Linked DNA regions of Mus musculus: region 1 is linked to region 2. A link is a contact called in public HiChIP or PLAC-seq data. All regions are on one chromosome and are shown on one strand. The core of a region is the stretch at or near the end of the contact, and the rest is flanking DNA. Distances in the headings are between cores, read along the strand shown. Region 1 holds the start of Gpr135 (G protein-coupled receptor 135). Region 2 has its middle 48 kb from the start of Daam1.

The links. HiChIP or PLAC-seq counts read pairs in DNA pulled down with a chosen protein or histone mark.
Region 1: an H3K4me3 HiChIP or PLAC-seq map of stem cell-derived neural progenitor cells shows a contact between it and region 2, with 20 read pairs. The contact joins the promoter of Gpr135 here to the enhancer-like site in region 2. A contact is called at or near these places in 8 of 39 promoter capture datasets (the C10 cell line, embryonic stem cells, epiblast stem cells and 5 more), 1 of 15 datasets of contacts at CTCF or cohesin (the NIH/3T3 cell line), 14 of 484 Hi-C or Micro-C datasets (the C2C12 cell line, CD8 T cells, the G1E-ER4 cell line and 7 more), 16 of 115 datasets of contacts at active chromatin or transcription factors (SST interneurons, a beta-TC-6 cell line, craniofacial prominence and 11 more) and 3 of 9 other capture datasets (adipose tissue, liver and macrophages).

Annotation. Positions count from the first base shown.
Region 1 is chr12:72,065,359-72,072,770 of GRCm38.p6, forward strand. Gpr135 (G protein-coupled receptor 135) reads right to left here and starts at 5,743. Exons shown (of 1, transcript NM_181752.2): 1 at 2,616-5,743. The coding sequence starts at 5,633. The coding sequence ends at 4,260. It overlaps Gm3225 (predicted gene 3225), which reads left to right and starts at 5,816. Exons shown (of 2, transcript NR_168042.1): 1 at 5,816-6,062; 2 at 6,530-6,657. It also overlaps a transcript of L3hypdh not described here.
Region 2 is chr12:71,779,668-71,786,987 of GRCm38.p6, forward strand. No RefSeq gene overlaps it. Among named protein-coding and RNA genes, the nearest start is that of Daam1, 48 kb to the right of the region's middle. Within about 2 kb of position 5,209, at least 10 of the 459 cell types and tissues checked have an H3K27ac peak or open chromatin away from gene starts, as enhancers often do. A contact at or near this core is called in embryonic forebrain and stem cell-derived neural progenitor cells, where this site is marked.

The DNA.
Region 1 (7,412 bases), core at 4,493-6,992, 290 kb after region 2:
TCATGTGAAAGACAGACTATGCTTGGAGCATTCATGAGGGGATTTGGTGGAGCAGGAAGGGAAGGCTAAGGATGCCACAGGAAGGACTGGTTGAGAGAGTGAAATTCCTGAGGTGAAGATGGGACCTGGCGTCTAGAGAATGCTGTAAGTCCAGGTTAGCTTTTTCCTACCCTGGTGACTAAAATACCAATCTATGTGTGTATGGATACTAGTGTATGTATACACACACATACATACTTTTTTGTAAAGTAGGACAAAGGTCATCCAACAAGCTGCCAGGGCTGATGAAATGTTTGAGAGTACATGGAAGCTCACAAATGCAGGCAGAAAGGGTGAGTCGACAAGGGAAGATGCTCATAAACTGGGCCGGGAAGGGCTACAGAGTCCAGCTGCAAAGGGTAGCATTCAAGGGAATTCTAGGTGGCTCTAACTCCGCTCATCTGCTCTGGAGCAGGAATGAAGCGCAAGGTTGACTGGAGCCATTCACCCAAGGATCCAGATTGCTTCAAATAACTGATCCAAAATAACTGCTTGGAATGGCTTCATCCGTTAAAAAAAATAAAATGACAGACACATATCTTACGTAATGTGTCCTCCACATTAAACAGTCTCTCTTTTAAATTTACAATATTTACTCTCCATCCCTTTGATAGCTTGCTCCTACTGTCTTCTACAAACAAGAGAGGTGGTATAGCATGGTGGTTAGAGGGACTTCTGACAAAATATATTAGATACTAATCTTACATTTGGTGCTTGCTGGTTTCCTGACCTCGGACAAATCATACCACACTTCTGCACCTCAGATTTCACATCTGTGAGCCTGGATAAAGAAAAGCAGTACCCTGTTGGTCTTTTGCTATGCATTGTAATGGTGACTATTGGCCCCCACGGCCTGTTGCTCCTAGGGATCGGGCGATGCTATGTAACCTTACTCCTTAATTTAAAACTATTGGTTGAATAAAGATGCCTACATTCTATAACTGGGCAGAAGAGAGGTAGGCAGAGGTTGGGTTCCCTGGCTTGGGGTCTGAGGCAGGAGCATGTGGGAAGAGGAGGGACATTAAATTGATGAAGACACCATGGGTTAAGGGATCAGGAGAACTGGCCATGAGGGCTGGTATGTTGGAGTAAGAAGGCTATGTGCAGGGAAGTAGACAAAATAGCCATAGAGAGTTGATATATGCTCAGCTCTATTGCTGTTTAAGGCTTATTGTAAACATAAACGTTTTGTGTCTTTTATCTGAGATCCAAATGATCTAAGCCAGGGTAGAAACCTCCAACTGATGTTAAATATTTACCACAACAGTACCCTATTTCCAAGGTTGCTATGAAAACTAAGTAGGCCAATGGGCATAATTACTGACTAGTAACAATTGTTCCTGTTGCAACCCTAGTGAAATAAGCTAGAAGCAGATAAGTTATGATGGATTTTATTACACCCTTTATGCACCATGTCCTATTATGGGTTATATTACACCCTCTATACACCATGTACTACTTAATGCTTCCCAGTGTTACATAGTTTCTTTTCCCTTTGTCTACTGGGCTGTGTAATTTCATGCTGGTGGTAAACATGAGGAAGGCTAACTTTTAGCTTTATGGAAAGTCATTGCATCTCAATCTTTAAGTATTTATAGGGGGCAGACTGGTGACCAGCCTTTGTGAACAGACCTTATGCTTCCAAGTTCATCTCCTTTCCTTGACACTCCTCTGAAAGGGATATCTCTTCCCTCCCCTTTCCCTGTCTTCCCTCCCATCCCTTCCGAGTAAGGAGTCCTGACTGTGGATGGTTCTTACCTCTGTGAACCTGCTGGTTGCTTCAGCACCAAGGAAACAGACCTTAGCTAAAATAAAAGCAAAGAGATCGAGGAGGGTGGAGATGGCGAGCACGGTGCCATAACTTCTCACCCTCATTCCTTGCGTGACACAGGGAAGGGAAGGGCCACAACGCTAAACAGATTGCAGGGCAAATCCCACTTCAACCATTTAATAGCCACATGGCGGAAAGTGGAAAGTCAATGCATATGCACGCAGGCACATACACACCGGCCATCAACTTAACTAGGGACTTTTTTTCTCCCTCTTTAATTGCCAGAGAGGATCCTAAGAACCACTACCAGAATGGCTTCTAGAATGGTCTCTTTCATGACCATTTTCTTTCCCTGACAATGCAGAAGGCAATTCCCCTTCTTCTGTAAAGCCCCTCAAACTATCACCCCGTGGCTTCCAATCTGTTAGATTTCACCCCCCGCACCCCCCTTACATCTCTCAGGTTTCTTTCGCACCACGCCTATTGTTTGACTCCTTTCCTCAGTTCTTCGTAGGTGATCCCCCACTTTGTAACACTACTGCCTCCTTCATCTAATCGCATAATCTTTCTACAAAATAAGAGTCTCTGTGCTATATAAATTTCACAATGGCTAGACTGTGGTTTCTCCTCAAATCCCAGATCTGGTTGCATTAAGCCTGTAACCTTATAATAGGCTTTAGAAAGGAGAGATTTCTCCCCCCCCCCCCCCCCATCACCTTTGTGCTACATTGACTGTAGCAATAACATACCCAGGTAACTTACAAACTTCCAGGGAATTAGAAAAAAAACAAAACAAAACATCTTTGCTCGTCAAGGTACAAATCATGTATTTCCATCTTTGATTACAAAGCAATGTACATTCACTCGGCACATGGAGACTCACAGGAGAATGAACATCTTAAATGCTTGACATTTATGTAATGCTGGCTAGTTCACATAGTGAAATCTTCACATAACAGATGCAGTTTCATACTTTTTAAAGTGCGTGTTCAGCTAAAGCGATGGAACACTGGGTAAGAGAGAAGCAGAGTCAGGCAGGGCAACAAGTCCCAAGGGACGTTCAGTGTGAGACATTTCACACACACAGAGCTCTAGATTGTGCTTCTGAGTTATTAAAAGATTTTTTGCAAATTTCTGAAAATATTTTCAGTTGGCTTGAGGTATCTCTCCAACCTTGTGCCAATGGACTTTTATCCCACCTTGTAACCCAAAAACCAATTATCTTTGTAATGATGACTATAATATACCTGTAAGGCAGCAATCTGCTACTAAAGCATACCGAAACTTCTAAATAGAACGTATGTCCTCTTAGGACGTTCTATGGCTATTCCAAGAACGTGGTCATACTTTTCAAACTACTTTTAGAATTCCATTTTGGAATCACATTTGGCAGTTAAAGGCTAAATAGGAAAGCCAGTACTATATGTGTAATATGTATGCCTACATACATATTTAACATCACTCACTATATTCAAAGAATTTGATTTCAAATTACAGTTTGGGCTCTATAAAAAAGTTGCCCCAATAGAGAAAGATTTTTTTCTAGTATGAAAATTATTATTATTATTATTATTATTATTATTATTATTATTATTAATGAAAACATTTGGAGTGGCACCCATACAAGCTATCAAACAGGAACAGTTTCTAGGAAGGACACAGCTGTGATTTTCCAAGACAGATAATTTGGGGGCTAAAACGGGCTTAAAAGAAACATTGGTTTTTATGTATAATATTAGACTTCTGTTTAAACAACTACAGTATGTTCTCTTTGCCCTTTGGACCGCTGAATTATATCTAGTAATAAAAGACCTTTAAAAAATCCAGAAGTCTTTTAAAATAAACTCTAAATTTAAAATCTTGCACAAAAATTCCGGGAGAGCACACCAATCTGCGTAATGACGTTTCTGCTCTGCCTAAGTTTCTGCTCTGAGCACCCGAAGCAGGTCAGCCATGCAGGCTCTAGAATCTGAAGGTCTGCTGAATTCTGGTGAAAGTACAGGGGCCTTCAAACAGATCCAAGGGACTCAGTTCATTAGAAACAAACAAGCAAACAAACAAACAAACAAAAAACAGTATTTGAATACAACTGTTAAGTTCAGTTCAATGATTTTTGTCTCACAGTGTGATTCCTGTAACACGAGCTCTTCAATAACGGTGAATTTTATTTTTTGTTGCTTTTTAGCACTTACGCCTTAAAGTGCTTGGTTGTGTGGCTTAAGATTGTTTTTATTTTTTTTGCATTTCACATTCCCTTGGCCGCATTTGAAGAAAGGGAATGTTCTTTTACATTTTAAATTTGAGAATGAAGTAGTAACCCTCCCATTTCTGTCTTTTTAGTTTTAAATGTTTGGCTTTATGTTTAGTTTTAAATAAACGATTCTCCCCGGGTTCCCACATCATTCAATGAGAGGGGTGGAAATGTACAAGCTGTCCACCCCTGCCCTTCTTAAATGCTGCTGTCCCTGGTTTCAGAATTATGCAGTTTGCCGACTTCCATAACTGAGTCCGGTGGACCCTCTCGGAAGAAGAGCACAACTGGATTTTTTCGAGCCCACATGACCACTTCCCCTCCTGACCCACTAGCTGGGTTGGAAGAAGGCATCCTGCTGCAAGCCCCAAGCCTGTTGGCACAGCCATTTCGAAGGCGATTGCGACTTCTGGCTTGAAAACCTAGGCCTTGGCTAGGCAAAAAAGCATCCATGTTTCTAGTCCTGTACCCTTCTTCGCGGTTGCGTCCTAGGAGCATGGAAATGTTGGGGTTGCGGATGGCATATATGACCGGGTTGATAGCCCCATTGGCCCAGGTCAGCCAAACAGCCGCCACATTGAGCAGCGAGGGAGCCTGCGTGGCCTGACCCTGCCGGGTCGCGGCCAGCAGCACCAGGAAGCAGTAGGGACCCCAGCAGCACATGACAAAGATAATCATGATGAGCACGGTGGTGGCTGTGCGCACCTCGCTGAAGAAGCGCAGCACGCGCGCGTAAGTGGTCATCGGCCGCACGCGCACGTCCGACAGGCGCACGGTCTTGCAGATGTGGTAGCGGCAGAAACACATCAGTAGGAAGGGCAGCAAGTAGCAAGCCACCACCAGTCCCACGCTGTAGGCGACGCCCAGCTGCGCAGGGTCTGGGGAGGTTCTGTAAAGGCAGCGGTGGAAGCTCTGCGGAGCGGGGGGCTCCCGGGGTGCCCTGAGCAGGTCCCAGGGCAGGGAGAAGCCCAGCGCAGCCAACCACGCTCCTGCCAGCAGCTGCAGCGCGCGCCGCCGGCCCAGCTTGTCCCGCGGCGGCCGCACGATGGCGCAGTAGCGGTCCAGCGAGATGAGCGCCACGCTGAACGTGGATACGATTCCGAAACACGAACTGAAGAAGCGGCTGGCTGCGCAGAAGCTGCGCCAGGGCCCAGAGTCTCCGGGAGGCGCGAATAGATCGAGGAAGGCGGCGGGTAGGCAGAGCAGCGCAGTGAGCAGGTCCGACAGGGACAGCGACAGGATGAAGGCGTTTGTGACCGTGCGCAGCTGCCGATGCTTCACGATCACCCCCATCACCGCGCAGTTGCCCAGGCTAGACAGCAAGAAGATGAGCAGGAGCACGAGCGCCTGGGCGGCCACCGCTGCCCCGTGCCATAGCAGCGGTGCGGGTCCCCGAGACCCCGCTGCCTCCGGCCTGCCCGCATCGCTTTGGTTTCCCAGCGTTACCGTGGCTACGGAGCTGAACGACAGCGCGGCTGCAGTGGCCGTGGAAGCCGCCCCTCCCGGATGCGCGCTACCCTGCAAGGTTGCACTCGCGGCCGGGCGGCCAGGCGGCCGCGCCTGCTCCTCCATGGGGTTCCACGCAGGCCGCCGCTCTGCTCATCCCGCAGCAGGGTGAAAGGTTGTGCGGACCAGAACGGCAGCTGCGGGGAGTGGGTGGGACTCGGTCACCACTCGGGACTGGTGGAACCTTGACGTGGGTTCTAGGCGTTGCCGAGGGAACCGCCTATTTACGCAGGAACGCGGGGCGGGACGCTAGCGGTGTACCCCAGGAGAGCCGGCCCACCTTATCTCCTTTCCCAGCCTGAGGGTGACCAAGCCACGGGTCTGCTAGTCTGAGAGAAGGCATGGTTCACCTCTGGCACCCCGGCAGGCCGGAGAAAGCCAGACCACCCCGCAAACGAATGGCAGATTCAGCTGAGGCGCTCTTGCTCCTTCCTGTCCAGCACAGATGCCCTGGTGGGGAGGGGATGCTGCTGTGGGCGTCTCTGGCCTCCACAGGTAGGAAAGGAAAAAGAGTCCACACCTGGAGATCTTGAACATGGTAGGGGTGGGGTATTCTAGTACCTCTGCATTTTGAGTGGGCAACAGAATCAGTCATGCTACAAGCGACTAGGTTCTAATCTCAGTTTCAGACAATGTAGCTCTGGGATGAGTACCAAGAATTCATATTGATAGTGAGGATGATGATGATCCAAGGGCCACATTTGGAAAATCACTGCTGGAACAAATTTGTTTCAGTAGACTCCTTGCTCACATTGAACATTCCTGAGGTTGGGCTTCCCGCTTAAGCCTGTTTCTGAACAGGTGTTCTCAAGGACTGGAATGTGGATCTAGGAAGGAAGATGTCATTACTGTTCAAGGGCCGGGGCTTTGGATGGTAACTAGTTAAGTGCATTTAAAGGTTTCTCAGAATCAGCCTTACAGCGTCTGGGCTAGATCATCACGTTTGTGTTCTTTGTTGGTAGGGGCTGTTCCATTCGAGGATGATTGACAGTATTTTTGTATCCACCATTGGATGGCAGCAGCTGCAACAACCCAAATAAACAGCAAATAAAAGACCCTGCCCCATAAGACTTTAAGTCTTAGGAAAACACAAATACATTACAAGATGAGTGTTTTATTTTAATAGGAAATTCAATGGAGATCGTTGCTAGAGGAGTAGATAAAAACTTTTTATGCCAAACCACATTGGACTATTGGGGTCCGGGTGGGGGTGGGGAGCAGAGGAGGAGAAGGAAGAAGAGATACAGTGAATGCAAACGTGGTGGCAAGAGGTTAACCCTGAAGGTGACAGTGTCTGAATTCCAGGCTCCATGCAAGTGGTGTGGGAGGTGGTAAATGGGAGATGTGTAAGGTTTTCACGGGACAGCATTTATGTGCTGTACTGTGGAGACTGAATGTTATGGAGGTGTGGTAGTTCGAATATGCTTGGCCCAGGGAATGGCACTATTTGGAGGTGTGGCCTTGTTGGAGGAACTGAGTCACTATGGGTGTTGGCTTTAAGCTGCCTGGAAGTTAGTTTTATCCTAGTGGCCTTCAGATGAAGATGTAGAACTCTCAGCTCCTCCTGCACCATGCCTGCCTGGATGATGCCATGTTCCCACCTTGATGATAATGGACTGAACCTCTGAACTAACATAAGCCAGGCCCAATTAAATGCTCTCCTTATAAGAGTTGCCTTGGTCATGGTGTCTGTTCACAGCAGGGAAACCTTAACTCAGACAGGAGGTGTAGTGAAACTATCAGCTGACCTTTACCAAACAAGGCCCACAGACAGGGACTTGGTTCAAACAAGCAAGAGGGACCTCATACCATCCTGGTTCACTTATCTCCTTATCTGCACCGATG
Region 2 (7,320 bases), core at 3,959-6,458:
GATGAATTTGCTTCCTTTTGTTTGCGTTTGGTGGCTTTCAGCACCCTTGCTCCTAGAACAGCCTGCTTTTTCATATGAAGTCAAACTGAGTTTTTTTCACAGAACACCCGTTGCTTTTGAAGCTCTCACCTCATGATCAATAATCATTGTGTTTTTTCCTGAATAACAATGGAAAATAGAGCCCTAATCATTCTAGTCTGAATACAGACCAGCATCTGCAGTGAGGGAGCTTAGAGCCCGTTTCTCTCAGCCACTTCATTCTGACAGAACCATGAGTAGCTGCCATTCCAGCCCACCCTGGGGAGCCTTGTCCAAACCTCTTGATACCGGCACACCTAGGCAGAGCATCCATTTTCTTTGACAGAAAGTGTATGTCCTTCTCTCTTGACTGAAGTCTATCTTATCTTACACTTCAGTTGAGCCTTTCTTTCATGAAACTATTTGCAACTCTGGTGTGGTGAAGACAGATCAATCATCCAGTTTGCTCAAAGAGACAAGGCTGTCATGTCTGCTTAGTGGCTGTGGGATGGACCAGACATTCTCTAAAGATTTCTCCTAGCTCTCTTGTTTTTGCCTTCAAAGTTTGATTCATTAGACAACTGTGCCTCACAATATCCCATAAATAAAAATTATCACTTAAAAAGAAATACAATTGGTCTACAAACATGTTGATCAACCCTCCTCCAACGGAAACAAGGAATCATTGAGAAGCTATGCAGGGAGACACCAATTCTGGAGATCAAAGAAGATGTCAAGGTAGCACAGGGCTCAAAGAGTGATGCCCTGTGAGAATTACGTTCAGGTGATGAACTAAGTACTGGAGGCCCCAGGCCCGGGTTACTTGAAATGATTAATGACCGAGAGCTATCTACAAGAAATCTGTTTGGCAACAGAGTAAGGAAGAACTCGTGACTCAAAAAGTACTTAAGAGTTCGCTCTGAAACAGGGAAGGCTTTTTGAGAGCTACAAATAAAAGTATAAAAATCTCTGACCACAATACCCATTCTGAAGTGCGTATGTGCTGTCCTTAGAAAGGTGGGGTAGATGTTCACACAGTCAGGATGATGGGTGCTCTCTACTCCTTTCACTTATTTGAAAATTAGGGAGTTTTCTCTATGAAGTACATTTGGTTGGGCAATGTGTTAACTAAACGCTCAACATTCCAGCCCTACACTCCACTAACCAGTCACCTAAACAGCAGACAGCATATTGCCAACTGCTAACCTGTTGGCACTATGTCAAGAGATTGGGATGAGGGTCTGGAGGGATGGCTCAGCAGTTAGGACCACTTGCCGCTCTGGCAGGTGATCTAGTTTGGGTTCCCAGCACCCACATGGTGGTACAAACATGGCTGCCACCTCCAGCCCCAGGATATCCGAACCTCTCTTCTGGGCTCAGTTTGGCACTTTACCCACATGTTACACTTACATACAGAAAGACACATAAAATAAAATAAATATAATCACATTTTTAAAGATGGAAATGAAAAGGGACAAAAAGTAAAGAGGAGGTGAAAAGGGGAGAGCAAGGAAGGGAAGAAGAGGAGGGAGGGGAAAGAAACGGGGGAACTTTTTTGAGGAGATGTGATATGGAAACTGTCTGGGGCAGGGGGAGGGGTGGGCAGGCTCACGTCCCCCAGCTCCAGGAAGCTGAACTAGCCGGTTGGAGAGAAGTCGTGCTTTGCACCAGATCACACACATCAGCACAGAGCCAGGGGGAAGCCTTCCCATAGTGTCAGGCTGTTTCCCCAGAGAAAACTACTTGCTGGGTGTGGCTTTAGAAGGAAATCCTGGCTGGCATATCTATTGTGTGGCCCAGCCGCTGCATGCACTCCAGGATAGATACGGATGCAGCCCAAAACAAAACAGTAAACCTCAAGCTTTTGTCTTTAACTCGATTGCAAGGGTTATCAAGCATGAACTCTGTAGACAACAAACAGAATTGTGTCAAAATGTAACCTTAGATCCACCTGCCAGATGGCTAAGGCTTACCACGATTCCCTTTCCTGCCTGCATCCGACTCCATAAAGACTGGGGAGATCAGTAAGTTGATACGCTAGCTACACTAGAGTGCTACTCCAGACAGAAGAAGAATCTCAATATCATACTATAATTGAGAATGTGGAGAGTTGAGGTGGGGACAATGACTAGCTGTAGTTGAACTTGTGTTATCCAGTCTGCAGCCGGAGCAACAACTCTGATTAGAAGGACTCTGGGGAGACAGAAAAGCCAAGGGGCGGAGGCACATACTACATCTGGTTTGGTACCTGCAATGCCTTAGCTGGAAGTGTAGAGTTGAAAATAATTACTAGAGTCATTATCATTATTAAGGTTAAAGTAAAAGGAGGTTTGTAGGGTTAGGAGAAAAACTGATCAATAGCTGGAGTCCTGTGAAACACCAGCAGGTAAGGCTTGGGTAGAAAGGGGAGAGTCCTCCGGGCGTGGTGGCACATGCCTTTAATCCCAGCACTCGGGAGGCAGAGGCAGGCAGATTTCTGAGTTCGAGGCCAGCCTGGCTTCCTGAGTTCCAGGACAGCCAGAGCTATACAGAGAAACCCTGTCTCGAAAGAAAGGAAAGAAAAGAATAGAAAAGAAAAGGAAAGGAGAAGGAGAAGGAGAAGGAGAAGGAGAAGGAGAAGGAGAAGGAGAAGGAGAAGGAGAAGGAGAAGGAGAAGGAGAAGGAGAAGGAGAAGGAGAAGGAGAAGAAGAAGAAGAAGAAGAAGAAGAAGAAGAAGAAGAAGAAGAAGAAGAAGAAGAAGAAGAAGAAGAAGAAAAGAGAAGGGAGAGCCAGTAAAAGCAGACCTCTGAGAGTCATGGGAGGGGCTTGGAGAGAACCTAACCCAGGATGGAAAGGGAGGATTTCAAGCAGGGAAACATACAGGGAAGCCAAGCAGGGGACATTCTAACCTAGCTGTTAGTGCTTAGCCATTAAAAAGCTATTAGCAAGTATATTAAGCAATGGAAGTCAAGATCCTTTTAGGATCAATGTCACTTTGGAGGATCTATGGTGGCTCTCATGTTATGAAGCCCTCTGGGACTGAGATTAAGTAGCTTTCATAACAGATAAAGGTTGCCATCATCTTACTGTGACTATTACAAGATGTGTGCAGGCTGGGAAAGTGGCTCGGTTAGTAGAGTGTTCGCTGAGCATGCACCAAGCCTTGCGATTGATTCCCCAGCATGGCATACACCAGGCAAGATGGCACAGGCCCTATTAACTCTTCACCCTGGAGGTGCAGACTAGGGGATCAGAAGGTTAGCCTAAGCATGTAGCAAGTTCCTTCCCAGCATGGACTGGGGACTATGACTTGAAACAAAACAAAGGAAGGACATATGCTAAAAGACAAAATCTTTTAAAATCCTGAGCTACATACTTACCTGGATTCAAAAGGTTGGTATTGCTTCATCTCTCGTGGTTATTTAAACTCAAGGTCATAAAATAAGAGGCTTGCAGATAATAAGTTATTAACAGGGCTTTAATATCCCCAAATCACTTTTGTAAAATAGAAGCGTGCCACGTAAGTTCGGAGACCTTGATAAACCCGTTCCTACATTATTTTAAGACTTGCACCATTGAGAACTCACCACAATGAGAAAGAGCATATATTGTCATTCACCAGCTGAAGTGGACCACAACGTGAAGGTAATAGTGTCAACGACCCACAGGACTTGATCAACAGTTTTGAAATCATGTTGAAGGCCAATTCTAACACAAATTTTATGCATTAAATAAAACTTTACCAGCAAAGGAACTTTAGCCAGCATGTTTGGCTCCCAGGAACCCCAACATTGCACCTGACAGAGTCAGATGATCAACATTGGAAATGAAGTGCTCATTTGCATAAGTTTTCCTTTTTCAATAAACTGGTTGGAGATTTGTATGCTCCTCATGTAGAATCATTTTAATTTAATCATAAATGGAATCCGTGTCACTAAAACACAGCCTTTAATTCCTACCATTAAACATTCGTGTAAAGCTTTTAAAATGAAAACCTTATTTGTATACCACACTATTTTAAATATATGTAACTTAAATCCGAATCAAATGCACCCATCTACTGAGTATCGCCACTTTTTAAGTTAAATGTCTAAAAAGGCCTTTGAGCACTTAATGTTTGATTACTGTAACCAAGCATGCATTAGTTATTGTACAGTCTCAAAAATTAGTTTTATGCTGGGCAGTGGTGGTGCACACCTTTAATCCCAGCACTTGGGAGGCAGAGGTAGGGGGATTTCTGAGTTCAAGGCCAGCCTGGTCTACAGAGTGAGTTCCAGGACAGCCAGGGCTACACAGAGAAACCCAGTCTCAATATATAGATATATGTATATAAATATATAATTTATTATATTTTATACAAATATAAGTTGTACTTTCTTCCATGGAAATACCATTCAGTGACATCTTGCCATTTGATTCCTTGATGAGACGGATTCTGCTTCAAGGCGCCTGCCTGCCTGTGAACTAGCTTCCCTTTGACTGCTGGCCCAGTCATGTGTTGCAAGTGGAAGGCATGTACTATTCTGTTCTAAACTGAGATCGTGGGTCTCTGAGAAAGTGCAAAGAGCAACCCACTTAAATTATGAGAAAGACAGAGATTAAATCAGAGGTTAGAGAACAGCAGTTCTAGTAAACAGGAGACTTGAAGATTTTTGTCCACTTAAATTATGAGCAAGACAGAGATTAAATCAGACAAGGAATGAACAGATTTGGCTGCTTCCAGCCCTAACTCTTTGTTTCTGAGAGCACGGATAGGCTGTCTCTGTACTAACCAGCTCTCCCTGGGTGATAGAATTGTGTTGTCTGGGTTGTTTGTTTGTTTGTTTGTTTGTTTTGTTTTGTTTTGTTTTAAGGAGGTCCTTGTTTTATCATTTTTATTTGGAGCAACTACTAAGACTGCAATAAATCTTAAGATATCTCTAACTAGCAGTATCTAGTTACTACAAAATTACATAATCCAAAAATAGATAATAAAATGTGTCATGGATCAACACCAACAGGTTAATGAAGTTAACACTGACTGCAAAGACAGTGGCGACGTGAGCTAAGCCCAGCTGCCAGCAGTCCACAGTCTGAGAAAGCAGAGAGGGTTTTTTAAAGTTGGACAAACGGTTCATTTGGCGGCCTCAGAGAAGGCTTCAACAACATCTGAGACAGCAGGAGAAACCGAATTTTCATTCACGTTCCAATTATACAAATGCCAGACCCCAATTGCTGAGAAGTCACGTGAGGGCCAAATGGGCTTGAACAATAGAAAGAGTGTGGTGCAGGCAGTCCAGTTTGAGCCTTTAAAAGCAGAGTAGAATTTTCTCTCAAGTCCTGCCATGCTTTTGCCCTGCTTCTCCCTGTGGCTTCTTCCCCTGCACGGTTTCAACCACTTGTCTACTGAAATCAGAGGAGGAAATCATGTGTAACATGCTTTGTGCAAGCTAGGTGGGAATAGCAAGACGTAATAAAGAACTCGGCTCAGCCTTAGCTGGAGACGAGTGGATGGACAAGACCACCCAGAGGTAAGAGGGTACATTTCCAAGAAGCAATTATCTTTGTTTTCTAGTCTACATTTCAACATGAAAAAAAAAAAAAACTGCAGAAAAATTAAGATAACGGAAATTCACTCATAAGTCTCATAAGTATAAAAAGTATGTTTTGAAATTTGGTTTGTTTCCATTCGGGAGTGTTATGCATGTGTGTGTGTGAAACACTATTAAAAAGCACATTCAAGAGAACAACTGGGAAATTGCCATCATACTGCACACGGTATTCGGGTGCCACTGCTATTCATTTGTGAGAGAACAGCAGTTCTAGTGAACAGAAGACTTAAAGATTTTTGTCTTTCTTTGTTATTCCATTAAGTGGCAATGATATATTTATCTAATCAGCCCATCTGATGAAATAGTTAGGTTCTTATCAACCTCTTGGCATTACAAAACCAGCCATGTGAAACAGTTTTAGAGTCAGGCATGTTCACTCTTGCCTACAATCACACCACTCAGGGAGCTGGGACTGGAGGATGAAGAGTTCAAAGCCCGTCTGACCTACATAATGACACCTTGCCTCGAAAATGGATCTTTGAATTTTAAGATAAAGGTAGACACATATGTGCAAACATAAATATTTACATTTGATCGGTTATGTCGTTGATATGAGGTAAAGTGAGAGTATTTATTAAATGAAAGGAAGAAACATGGTGGGTATTGGTGTGAATTCCTCAGTAGTTTTCAAGAACAACATATATCAAACTGCGCTTTGGTCCATATTTAGAACTTCTCTGAAGTTTCTCAAATAATTTTGCTTTTTTTTTTCTTTCTGTCATTCCTAATAGTTGATAACAGGGATTGTTTAAGCTATTAAAAAAATAACTCTTGTGGTGCCAGGGTTTGAACGCAGGACCTTGTGCGTGGTAGGCAAGTATTATCACCAGGCTACACTCCTAGTCTCTAGCTGGTTTTAGTGTATTAGATTGTGAATGAGAAATGCTAATGAACTGAGACATTAGATGCATGCAGGCCTATTTGCTTTCTTTCTCGCAGTTATGTTTCTCTTCTCTTAGACTGTTAAGCTCCCGGCCTCAGGAACGGTGCTGCCCAAAATGAGCTAGTTTTTCTACATCAAAAATTATTAATTAAGACAATCCCCTATTTGCTCAGGGCAACCTGATCTAGATAATTTCTCATTATTGTTGGGGTCCAGGTGTTGTCTCATAAACCACACAAACATCAGTCTTTGTCAGACAAGGATAGTTTATTGAGCATGCACCCCAAGACTGGTTGACCAGGACCATGGTCCAGATTCAGGAACTGAACCATGACCATCTTGAGTTAAGATTCTACAGAGTTTTTAAGCCCAAACCCCACAAATATCTGTGCCAAATTATTTTACCAATCAGGATTTAGAGACAGGGGTTTCCTTAGGAACATGTCTTTGCATGTCTTTGTTGCACACCTATCCTGCTCCCATTGGTTGGGGTATTGAGAGTTGGCAGGGGACTTGCCTTGTCTAATATTCATGTCCTAACTTGACTACCAGGATGGGACTTGTCCAACATTCATGTCTTAACTTGCCAACCAGGATGGCAGCTACCCAGGTATATGTCTCTTTCTGCCAAGTAGGATGTCAGTTCCCAGGGAAGTCTTGAGAGCATAGTATTGAATCTCCTATTTTTCATTCTAAAGATAAAATCCTTCATCTCATTAAAAGAAAGAATATTCTTTTTCCATTAATTTATTTATTCATTCATCCCAATTGAAGCTCCCCTCTCCTCCCATTCCCTCCTCCACATGGCCCTCCCCCGCTCCCCTTTGCCTTTGAGAAGGAAAAGGCCCC